Linked DNA regions of Urocitellus parryii: regions 2 and 3 are each linked to region 1. Evidence: chromatin contacts called from public Hi-C data. All regions are on one chromosome and are shown on one strand. The core of a region is the stretch at or near the end of the contact, and the rest is flanking DNA. Distances in the headings are between cores, read along the strand shown. Region 1 holds the start of Kpna4 (karyopherin subunit alpha 4). Region 2 holds the start of Ppm1l (protein phosphatase, Mg2+/Mn2+ dependent 1L). Region 3 holds the start of Smc4 (structural maintenance of chromosomes 4).

Region 1 (3,692 bases), core at 649-3,148:
TGTAACTGTGATATTTATCAGTTTTTAAGGTTGTGATTTTTTTCTCATTCTAAGTATTCATATTAGTAAAAATAAAAATTTCCATCACATTCTTGCACAACCAAATTATTTAAAGTCATAAACTGTACTGACTTTTATGGCACGTTAATTATTTCAATAAAGAGTTCTTTTCATTAGAAGGATAACAGGGCAATCATTCTCATGTTAACCTTAACACAATCAGAGAATAGCCACACCTCCAGACATGTACTCCCTCAAAATATGAAAACCACTAAAGGAACACAAACTACCTTAAAGGCTGAATAGTTCTGTGAAAGCTCAAAAAAAGTTACTATCTTAACCAATTAAATAATCAAGATTAGACACACATCATAGGGATTTGAAGATCACAGTATTAAAATATGCAGAGGGCCAACATAAAATATACTACTTTACCACTTTTTCTTAAAAGCTAAACTCCTGACTCAGAATGGATTAAAAAATTAGGAACCTAAATTCTTAAAGCTGAAGTGAAGTATTTCGGTGGTGAGTGCGTGCATTTAACACATAACACCTTATGTAGACTGACAATTTTGGAAGCAGCTGAATCTAAGACAATGAAGCTTTTTTTTTTTCTTTTCCTTTTTAAAATCATAAAACGTGATGATGCCATTCCACAGCCCACCCCATCCCCCATTACCACCACCAGCAGGTGGAGGGAAAGGATACTGTAGACTAGAGGATGACAGCTTTGTATAACCCTTTGGACTTTAAATGTAAGAATGCAGCTGGTGGTCTCTCTGGAGGGGCTAAAGAGATTTGTGAACAAGCTGAAATAAGGGGTATCCTTTGCCTGGAAGTGGGCACACCGTGAGCCACATCTTGAATCAGCTATATCCAGAGTAAAACACAGGCCGCTGGAAGGCACTGTTAGCATCACCAGGATGGCCTCTCACGCCGGGGGTGTTTTTTTCAACGGAGAAGTTGACTCCTGTAGTTTGGACATTGAGGGGAGGCAGGGGTAAAGCGGGAGTCGGGAAGACCAGAAAAAATGCCTTTAAGTGGAGGCGCCTTGGGTCTCGCTGAGGAAGTTCCGAGCCCCACTCGGTCGCACACGCACGCCTCCCCCAACTCCCTTCTACCCGCGGCGCCAGACGGCGGTGCCCGAGCGAGAGCAGGAATCTCCGCCACTGCCGGGGAGCTGGCCGCGGCAGGGGGGCAGCGCGGGCCACACACACACACACACACACACACACACACACACACACACACACACACACGCCTACTCCGCACTCGCTGCGCCCGGCCTCCCCGCCGCGCGGCCCAGCCTCTCGCACCCGCAGCTGGCCGGCTCCACGGGGCAGGCCTAGGCCGCGCCAGCCGTGCCCCAGCACCTTGTTCCCGGGCGGAGGCGGAGCAGGCCCTACACAAACTTCCCGGCGCGTTAGCAGAGGCGTCACCGACGGGCCGGCCCCCAGCGCCATTCCCTCGCGGCCCGGCGGCGGCGCCCGCCCCTACCCCCTGCACTCGGAGTCCCGGCGGAGACCGGCTCAAGGCCCACGGCCCCCACCCGCCGGCGCCCCGGAATTTACCTCCAAGTCACGGCCTTTGTTCTTGAAATTCTTGAGCCGTTGGTTGTCTAATTTCTCGTTGTCCGCCATGGCCGGGCCGGTGACTCCTTCCCCCGCCCGGGCCCCGCGGGATCCGCCCCAACCACCGCGCCGCACGGACACTCCCAGGAACCCGGCCGCCGCCTGAGCTGCTATGCCCTCCGGGCGGCCGCTTCCTTCCTCCTCTCACTTGCCTCCGCCGCGGCCTTCTCCTGCTCTCCCCGCCCGCCCCCCCTCCCTAACCCCAGAGCGACAGCAGCTCCGGTGAAGACAACTGTGGGGCCGGGCGGCGGCAACGGCGGCGGAATGTGCGGCCGGCTGAGAGGGGGAGGCAGCCTCGATATGGGAGCCCCGGCGCCGCGGCCACGCCCATCGCCACCAGTCCAGCTCGCCGATTGGCCAACCAGGCTCCGGTGCGCTCGGCCAATCAGAAGGGACGATGGAGAGCGAACAGAAAGGGGAAGAAAGCGACGCTGGGAGGAAACGGCCCAGGGCTGGTTGAGTGGGTGGGGAGGGGAGGGGAAAGGAGGGCTGCGGTGAGAGTAACGCTGGGCGGGACCTAGTGTCTCCCGAGAGAGGGTAAGGAAGTGAGAGAAAGTAGATTTCCGAGGAGAGAGGGTAAAAGAAGGAGAAGCCGGGAGACTGGGTGGGGACAAGCTGGTTTGCTGCAGTTGTCAGGGCAGCCCCAAACGTCTGGGGTCCAGGGTCAAAGAAACGTTCTTTTCTCCTCTGGTGCGCCCTCTCTTCCAGGGCATTTCTTGAGCGCTCCGCTCGCTTTTCGAGGAGAGAGAGCTGCGCCTTGGCTCCACGCCAGGTAGGGCCAGACTTCCAAGGGCCAGGTCTGGAGCTGAGGACTGGCAGGGGCTACAAGCGTTCCGGAGGCGCTGAGCAAAGTGAGAGGGTGGTGATGGAAAAGAAAAGCGGTCCGTTAGATGAATTGGATTTATCCTGAGTACCCGCAACAGGTAGGAAACTAGGTAGAGTTGATGAGCCTGTGATGATACCGCTTCCTAGGTGTTTCCTCATAGAAACTTGAAGAAGTTACTTGGCCACAAAATGAAAACTTCTACAGGGCGGGGATCGTGGCACATAGCCATGTAACATTGTAACTCTTGAGAAAAGAAATGAATTCCAAGGGTAGCAGGGGCAAAAATAACGCAAACACAAAAGAATGTACTCAAGATTTTTCAAAAAAGAAGATGCAGTATCCCAAAGATACAGTGTTAGGTGAAATGCAATTAGGGTGCGAGCGGGGAACAGAGACATTGAATGTATTTCTATGTGGCAAGGTAGGAGGAAGAGACCCTAACACAAACCCTTTCTGGAACTTTTTAAACTTTTGGTCCTGTCTGGTATATTTTGTTATGGTGGAGCAAAATACAGAAATAATCGTTTAAAGTGGAAGCGTTTCTTAAAGAAACACTTTTAAGGCAAAGGAGGGTTTTCGTTTGTTTTGTTATATATATATATATATATATATATATATATATATATATATATATACATATGTTTTATATGTATATATATATATTTATATTATATATATATATACACATATGTTTTATATGTATATTTATATATATATTTATATTATATATATATATATATATGCTTTTTTTTTTTAAGAAAGTCAGTGGGTTTATAGAACTCAGAGCACTGGAATACTATTGAAGTCGCTTGAAGGTGTTACAATGAAGGAAAGGTAAAAATAAACTTTAGAAAATAAACAGCAAACAAACTGTGCCTAGAAATAATTCACACCGAAGATTAATTTGATTGTAAATTAAATGCAGACCTTAAAATAAAACTGGCAAGATTGTAAATTTTTATTTCCCAGAGACTTGTTTAATTGAAATAGTATTATATTTGAATGCTAGAGTACTGATGTATTTAAAAGTTTAGGATAAGAAAATTAAGTTGTAAAGCATGTGTGCTTTTCACCATCATGGATTTGTTCATAAGTAGGATTCAAGGAAAAAATGCATTGATGAATTCTATTCTGCTATTAGAAGTTATCCTGTCAACGTGCATGTATAGATGAATACTTTGTACTTCTGGAAATAAATTTTATGATAGTTTTTGTGATGAAGTTCATGGAATTAG
Region 2 (3,692 bases), core at 504-3,003, 220 kb after region 1:
AATGTTACTGAATGTGCTTTTGGGTGTGTGGTTTTACTGCTACTTCAGGGCCTCATCTGACTTATAGTTCTGGAGTCTTTAACAGTTTATCTACAAATTGCTCTTGCCATAAAGTTTCATGTAATAATGCAATGAAAAGTAAATGGATAATTTACAGTAGTAAATAATGTAAACTTGTCTTCATAGTAATACTGACGAATAACATTTTTGTTCTTAAAGGATTTACAGTTTATTATCTGATTTGGGAATCTCTTGACTATTGAACAAAATGACCTAATTTATTTTAAACTGTTTTCTCTATCAATATTTTCTCAAAATATTGAAAAGTGTAAAGCAGAGCAGGAAACCATATCCTAGTTTTCAAACAGTATATTCAGTTTTCAACAGTATGTTATAGACTAATAACGGTTCTTCATATTTCCTTTCTTTTTTTGTATGTTTGTATTATTGGGATCATATCCTATGCACCATTTAAATGATTAAGTTTTATTTTTTTGTGATGGAAACCTGCCTTTTGTAGGAACTTTGGCAAAGTTGTGGAAAATAGACAAAAATCTAAAGCAGAAAATGAAAATCACATATTAATCTACTATTGTGGTTATCACTGTGAACATTTTGATGTATTTCCTTCAAGTGCTTTAAAATTTTAATTTTAAAAAATTGGGATACCATTTCCTGAGATCAGGCAGTTTATACTCTTCCAGTCCAGAGGACTGGATGAACCAGATCAGCACTCTTCTTCCTGGACAGGGGTAGTCAGAGTTGATATTTTCCTTTAAAGTTCACTTGTTTCCATATTCTAAGTTGACAAGTACACTGTGCTTTTCTTGTGCAGATTTTCATCTTCAAGGCCCACCGACACCTGCCCAAATTTCAGGTTATACTTGATGGTTTCTGTAAACCTGTACTTTTCTCTGCAGCCCTCGCTCGTCGCCTTCTCTTGCTATGGTTGAGAGGCGGCAGGAGGCTGCTACTTGGGAGTTTCAAATCCACTTTTAAACTAGAAAGGCAGTCAGAGCGCTCGCTCCGCTGTGTGGTCAGGAGCGCTTCAGGGTCCTATTCGGGAGCTCAGCGTCGCTTGTGGAAGGACTGTGACCAGGGAAGGCCTTGGTGGCGGGGCCTCCTTGCTCCAGGGACAAAGGCTATTTGAGAGAGGCCAGCCTTTTCTCGCCTCCCGAGGTTGTCATCAGAACGCGCTTGCATGGGACTTCAAGTCCCCTATTCTACAGATCTTAGGTGGGAGAAAGTTGCCACGTCCCAAGGCGTTCTCAGCGTCTCAGGAGATCCCGGCAGGCCTTTGTTGCGGATTGTTTAGGCGGCTGCAAACGGTACGTTTCTCTCGGTCTCGCTTTTGTGAGTCGGGATAAGTGCGTCCCTTCTCGCTTGCCTTATGTCAGGCGAGGCGAAGAGCGTACTATTTTCCAGTCTGCCGGAGGGGGGACACTCACGTGCGACTCTCTGTTTCCCGGAGAGCAGCAGTGGCTTCCACAAAACTAACGCTCGATCTACTAGGAGGAGATTATATTGTTCCGGGAGCCTGCACAAAGGCAGGAACTACCGTCTTCAAGAACTAGACAATGGACGCGCTCCTTCACTCCCCCTCGGTTCGCTTGAATTGGCCCGGTCTGCCCGCGTTAGCCTGCCGCCACAAAGCTTCCTCAGCCTCTGACAGCTCGTTGGGGAGTACCTCACTGTCTCAAATCCTAGCTCAAGGGGCGGGACGAACGCGCGCGGGGCGGGGCTAGCGCAAGACTGAGTGCTAGCCAGGGGCGCGCGAGCAAAGCCGAAAGGAGCCGAGCCGAGCCGAGCCGAGCCGCGAGGTGCCGGGGAGAGGCAGGCTGAGCCGGGCCGGCCGCCTGCGGCTCAGTGCGGATTGTGCGGTGTAGCCGGGCTCTGCGTCTACCAGCCTCAGCCCAGGCTCCTGCAAAACTTTTATTCTCTTGGGCCCCCCGGGGTGTGTGAAGGCGTCGGAACGTTCAGCTGTCTCCGCGCCCTCTGCAGCAGCGACTGAGGGGACCTGCATCCTTTGCCCGCCGGGCTCTCGTGCCCTCAGCCTCCTCACCTGCCGATCGCTCCCCGGAGCCGCGAGGGGGCACCCCCGGAGGGATCGCGCGGGCCCGGTCGCCCCGAACTCCCTCTTGCCGCGGCAGACCCGCCCGGCGCAACTTTAACTTGGTTCCTCGCGCCCAGCCCCGGCACCCGAGGCTGCCGCCGCCGCCGCCGCCACCACCACCACCACCACCGCCCCCGCCGCCGCCGCCGCGGCTGCCGCCGTTTCACAAAGGGCGCAGGAGGGGAAGCGGCACTGGCGGCAGGCACCGGCCTCCGGGCCGCCGAGGCAGGGAGACAAAAGGGAAACTGCCTCTGCTTGCGGCGCGGGTTTGGAACCACCAGCTCATCTGCCTCTTGCTCGGCTCCGTGCGCTTCTTCCCCCTACCCTAGGCTACTGCTCCGCCTCCCTCCAGGCGGGCTGTCCCCGCAGTGCTTCAGACCCGGCGAGCCTTCGGGGCGCGCGTCGCTGCTGGTGGTTGGGGCTCTAGTGATAATAAATGATAGAGGATACGATGACTTTGCTGTCTCTGCTGGGTCGCATCATGCGCTACTTCTTGCTTAGACCCGAGACGCTTTTCCTGCTGTGCATCAGCTTAGCGCTCTGGAGTTACTTCTTCCACACAGACGAAGTAAAGACCATCGTCAAGTCCAGCCGGGACGCGGTGAAGATGGTGAAGGGCAAGGTGGCTGAAATTATGCAGAACGATCGACTTGGAGGGCTTGACGTGCTGGAGGCCGAGTTTTCTAAGACCTGGGAGTTCAAGAGCCATAACGTGGCGGTGTATTCCATCCAGGGCCGAAGAGACCACATGGAGGACCGCTTCGAAGTTCTTACCGACCTGGCCAACAAAACGCACCCGTCCATCTTTGGGATCTTCGATGGGCACGGCGGCGAGGTAGGAGTTCCACTGGGTGCGCTCTCCACCCCCCCCACCCGTGTGTGTGAGTGTGTGTGTGTGTGTGTGTGTGTGTGTGTGTGTGTAAACAACAGGATGTCGCATGTGCGACGGGGTAGGACTTGGGTGAGAGGGGCGTGGTGTCTGGACAGATGTGGCTCAAGTTGCCCCAAACACTGCTGTATGGGGACCTTGGAGCCGAGCGACCTGTTTAGCAGAGAGTCATTCACCACGTATTTCGTGCTGTTTTAATATGAGGACTCCAAAGCCAAATGACCGTGCTAGTTTTTCGGGAAGAATTAATGGTATTTCCAGTGAACTTTTGTCCCGGGCCTCAGAGCCCCTGTTCCAGAGTTTGAGGATGCATTACCACAAAGAAGGAAGACAGTATCTTTGATGTATTCTTAGAGAAATGGACAAAATCTGGAAGGTAGAGAGTTGGTCGAGGGTGAAGGAAACCGTGACTCTTTCCCTTTGCCTTCACTCTAGGGAGGAACTAGAGTGGCTCTGCTCTTCCTCCCAAGGCCATCAACTTTGCAAGTTCAACAGAGAGCACCTCGCTGGCCCAAGGTTTTTTTTTTTTTTTTTTAAAGCTAGATCGCCTCATGGGACCGTGATGCCCCCCGCCTATGCAGAGATACCCGTGCCCAAAGAGCTGCCTGTTCCCTGACCTCACCCCTGTGTCCTAGTCAACATGGGGGTGCAGATGTCCCCTTGCTTGTAAACACCTTTGTTTGGAGGTTC
Region 3 (3,692 bases), core at 452-2,951, 160 kb before region 1:
TCTGATAATTAACTGAATCTAACTTTATGCTTCTCAGTGCAAGAACCATAATATATTAAGATCAACAAAGTAAATTCATTCATAAAGATTTTTGCTGCTTTAACATGCTAGGTCCTAAGCATGCAACAGTTTTGTTTTGTTTTGTTTTTAAGGATGCTAGCAACTCAACCTAAGAGTTGCTGAATAAAAAGCTTACTAACGGGAATCAAATCAACTAGTGGTTCTTTAACACTGTAGGAGATTTAGGATCAAGTTTAAGAATCTGATGAAAATTGTAGGAAAAATTAACTCTCCAGAAAAATGCGCACAGAGAGTTTTGTACACAATTTGAGGGGAAATTATGAACTCTAAAAACCAATCACTAGCATATCCACAGAGTTAAAGAGCCACTAACAGCCAGACTGCAGTGCCACAGGCCTGTTAATTCCAGCAACTCGGGAGGCTGAGTGAGGCAGGAGGATCGCAAGTTGAAGACCAGCCTTCTCAACTTAAAGGGGACCTAAGCAACTTGATGAGCACTATCTCAAAAAAAAAAAAAAAAAATCGTGGGGCTGGGATTGTAGCTCGGTAGTTAAGCGTCCCTGGGCTCCATCCCTAGTAGCTTGGGGGGCGGGGGGGGGGGTCCGAGCCGGGGATGCGGAACGCGGGGAAGCCACCAACAAAACCAAGTTCTCTGGGAACAGGAATTGTCATACTTGTTTAATGATCCTGATTATGCCTTGCACAATTCAATGTATACAAAAGTTACTTAAGAAATATTTGATGATTGGTAATTCCTTCATGAAGATATGATGAAGATGACCACCGCAAACCGTTTCTTCCATTATGAGCCCTTCAAACAAATGATTTTTAAAAGTCCAAAACCCACCTTTACTAAATAACTCGAAAACCATTATTTTGCTATTCACATGTGGACTACCCGACCATTCATTCACTAGTCCAGGTCATCTCTTATAGTTGCCTTCCCTCTACTCTCTTTAAACTCAAGGATTCCTTTTTGATATCCAAAAAAAGCCCAGCCAAGAGCCCCACAGCCCCTGCCCCCCAGGGAGACAAAATAACAGATGCACAACGAACCACACACCCGCAAGGCGAGGGACGGCAGGTTCCAGGGACGGCTACGATTTCCAAACCCTTTCTTAAAAACGTCAGAAGGTGAGGACATTTACCTCAAAATCCAAGAAAGCAGCGGTTACTGCTCCTACAGCTGTGGGGCCAGTAATAGAGAAGATTCCCAACCTTTCCGTCACCATAGCGACTTCTAAGCTCTAGATTTTCTCCCTCTTCACGCGATACTTCCCAGAGGCGCGTCATCCGACCGGGTCCGAGACCCCACCCCTAAGTGAGCCCGCCCTCTCGCTAAGGGGCCTTATTGGACTACCGAGTACGGCCTCTAACTGCGGGAGGGGCCTTCTCTATGTTTTTTTCTCTTTTTTAAAATTCACCAGGTTGTGTTTTCAAATGCTAATTTCAATAACAGTGTTCCTGGTATAAACCACAGGGAACACATTTCCTCGTTTTTCCTTTCCACCGAGAAACCTCCCCCGGGAGTTGGGGCGCTTTACGAGTTCGCGCATGCGCGTGAAGGGGCAAAAGATGGCGGTGATAATCGCCGCACTTTTTTTTTAAATTAGTGGATCCCAGAAATCATTGCGCGCATTTGTAACGAATTTCCGTTCGAGTTTGTATTTTAGGCGCCATTTTCGAGTGAAGGACCTGGAGCCGAAGCACCGGTAGGAGCAAGGGGGAGTGGGCCTTTATAGCCGTTTCCAGCCCTGGTTGAGTGGACTGTCCCGCAGGTAACGTACTTCTTTTCCTGATACGGTTGTCACACTCCTACTTTCTGCCCTGTCCACCAGCGCCTGGAAGTTAGAGGCCTTGAACTAGAGCAGCGAAGTACGGGGTGAGGAGGCTGCTACTGGGAGATTCTCTCACTGTCACCCCTCCCCCCCTCCGGCCGCTCCCTGCGGCTGGGGCTCTCGCGCGCTTCTCCCTGGCGCCACTTCTCTTAGCTACGTACAGCGTCTTTTAGGGTGGCTCCAAGTCTCTCGAATCTCTTCTCAGAAATCCTAGTCTCAGAACTGGCGTCTCCTCTGACCCCCACCTCGCGTCTCCCAAGGGACTAGTCACCGGGTCTGACCCTTTACTGGACTTACTACAGCCTAACGGGACTCCACCCCGGACCCCAGAGAGACAAACCCCAGTTACCGCAAAATTATTGTCCCCGACCAAGCCCTGCCGGCGTCCAATTTGGAAGGGTCGTTGCCAGCTTCGGCCATACTTCCCGGTGGTACTGGGGAAGAGACCTCGAATCGCCCGGGCGCTCTAGACGCCTAGAGCTAAATGGCGGGGAGAGGAAAGCGGGCGGGGTCTTTACTTTGGAAAGGGTTGATGGCCATTCAAACCTGAAGCTCACAGCAACTCCTCTAAAAAGTCGGTGCGCTTGCATCCCTAGTCCGAATAGCGTGGGAATGTCAACAAATGTCCGCTATGGGAGACGCTTCGTTTAGAAATAGTCTTGAGTATATTCTTACATTGTGAGTGGACGGGTGGAAGGCCTTAAAAAGCAAAAAGAACCTTAGCAGTTTGCTAGATCGTTGATTTCCAGGCACGCCTAGGGTTTCCCACCTACATGGGTCTTGTTAAGAAACCCATCCCGCCTTCTTGGCATTCGGGGCTTTCTTGTCGCCCTCTTCTTGAGGATTCGTCGCCTCTGAGCCGGATTTTAAAGTGCGACTCTCTCGGAAACGGGTGGGGTGGGTAGTAATCTGGATGGGTTTTGAGAGCTGACTTGCTCCGGCTCTTCCCCGACCCCAGCGATCATGCCCCGTAAAGGCAACCAGCCTTCCACCGCCCGCCGTAAAGAGGAAGGGCCGCCGCCGTCCCCGGACGGCACCGGCAGCGACGCGGAACCTGAGCCTCCGACCGGCCGGACCGAGAACCAAGCTGAACCCGCAGGTGAGCTAGTGACCCGCCGCGACTCGGTAGGAGCGCGCTCCTGGGCGCCAGAGCATGTCGGTGCCCAACCCGAAACAAGCTGTGGTTGTGGCACTCGGGCAAAAGGCTGGGGTTGAGGTCTGAAGACCCGTTCATTCCCTTAGAGTAGCTCTAGAAAGCCTTTCCGCGATTCAGGGCTCCCGTGCAATTTCCGCGTAACGGTGCTGGAGGGGGTGGGGGTGAGCAAACGGATTCAGTTGTGAATTTCTGTTTGTGGCATTTTGGAATTTATATTTCCGCTGAAATCGGCATGGTCAGCCAAGAGTTAGTGAGGTTTATTTTCCCCCCCCCCAGGCAGAATCAATATGACTGAACATGATTAAAAGTTGCATGACCCTAACCTCACCTCCGTGGTCTTAGATTGTCTTTAAAGGGAAGATGATGACTTACTTGAACCTATTGTAACTTTTTGAGTCCAGGATTTAGGTGATTTATGAAACCCATTTGACACTGGCGCTGAAGCTAGTGAATTTTTCAGGTATTCAAAGAAACGGGGAGTTAAGTCTAGAGCCTTAGAGTTTCAGCTTCTGTTCAGAGAAACCGGGAGTCAGTTTGTGTGGTTTTCCCAGATTTGTTTTATGATGTGTTTTGACTTCTAAGAAGTATACTGTAGTTCTATAGAATTTTAGGACTGGTAGCATTTCTTCCAAGAGTTTGTTGTTTTTTAATTAAACCAAGCTAAAGGATTTTAAATA

Evidence for each region. A called contact is a pair of places that touch in the nucleus more often than the background predicts.
Region 2: a Hi-C map of muscle shows a contact between it and region 1, with 5 times the contacts expected there. The contact joins the promoter of Ppm1l here to the promoter of Kpna4 in region 1. A contact is called at or near these places in 2 of 2 Hi-C or Micro-C datasets (liver and muscle).
Region 3: a contact with region 1 is called in a Hi-C map of liver, with 5 times the contacts expected there. The contact joins the promoter of Smc4 here to the promoter of Kpna4 in region 1. A contact is called at or near these places in 2 of 2 Hi-C or Micro-C datasets (liver and muscle).

What each region holds. Positions count from the first base shown.
Region 1 is chr2:121,606,375-121,610,066 of mUroPar1.hap1, forward strand. It overlaps Kpna4 (karyopherin subunit alpha 4), which reads right to left and starts at 1,899. Exons shown (of 17, transcript XM_026412083.2): 1 at 1,572-1,899. The coding sequence starts at 1,640. LOC144250815 reads left to right here and starts at 2,166. Exons shown (of 3, transcript XR_013342590.1): 1 at 2,166-2,554.
Region 2 is chr2:121,829,299-121,832,990 of mUroPar1.hap1, forward strand. It overlaps Ppm1l (protein phosphatase, Mg2+/Mn2+ dependent 1L), which reads left to right and starts at 1,754. Exons shown (of 4, transcript XM_026412088.2): 1 at 1,754-2,948. The coding sequence starts at 2,550.
Region 3 is chr2:121,443,406-121,447,097 of mUroPar1.hap1, forward strand. Smc4 (structural maintenance of chromosomes 4) reads left to right here and starts at 1,702. Exons shown (of 24, transcript XM_026412087.2): 1 at 1,702-1,799; 2 at 2,818-2,958. The coding sequence starts at 2,823. It overlaps Ift80 (intraflagellar transport 80), which reads right to left and starts at 1,261. Exons shown (of 20, transcript XM_077793983.1): 1 at 1,170-1,261.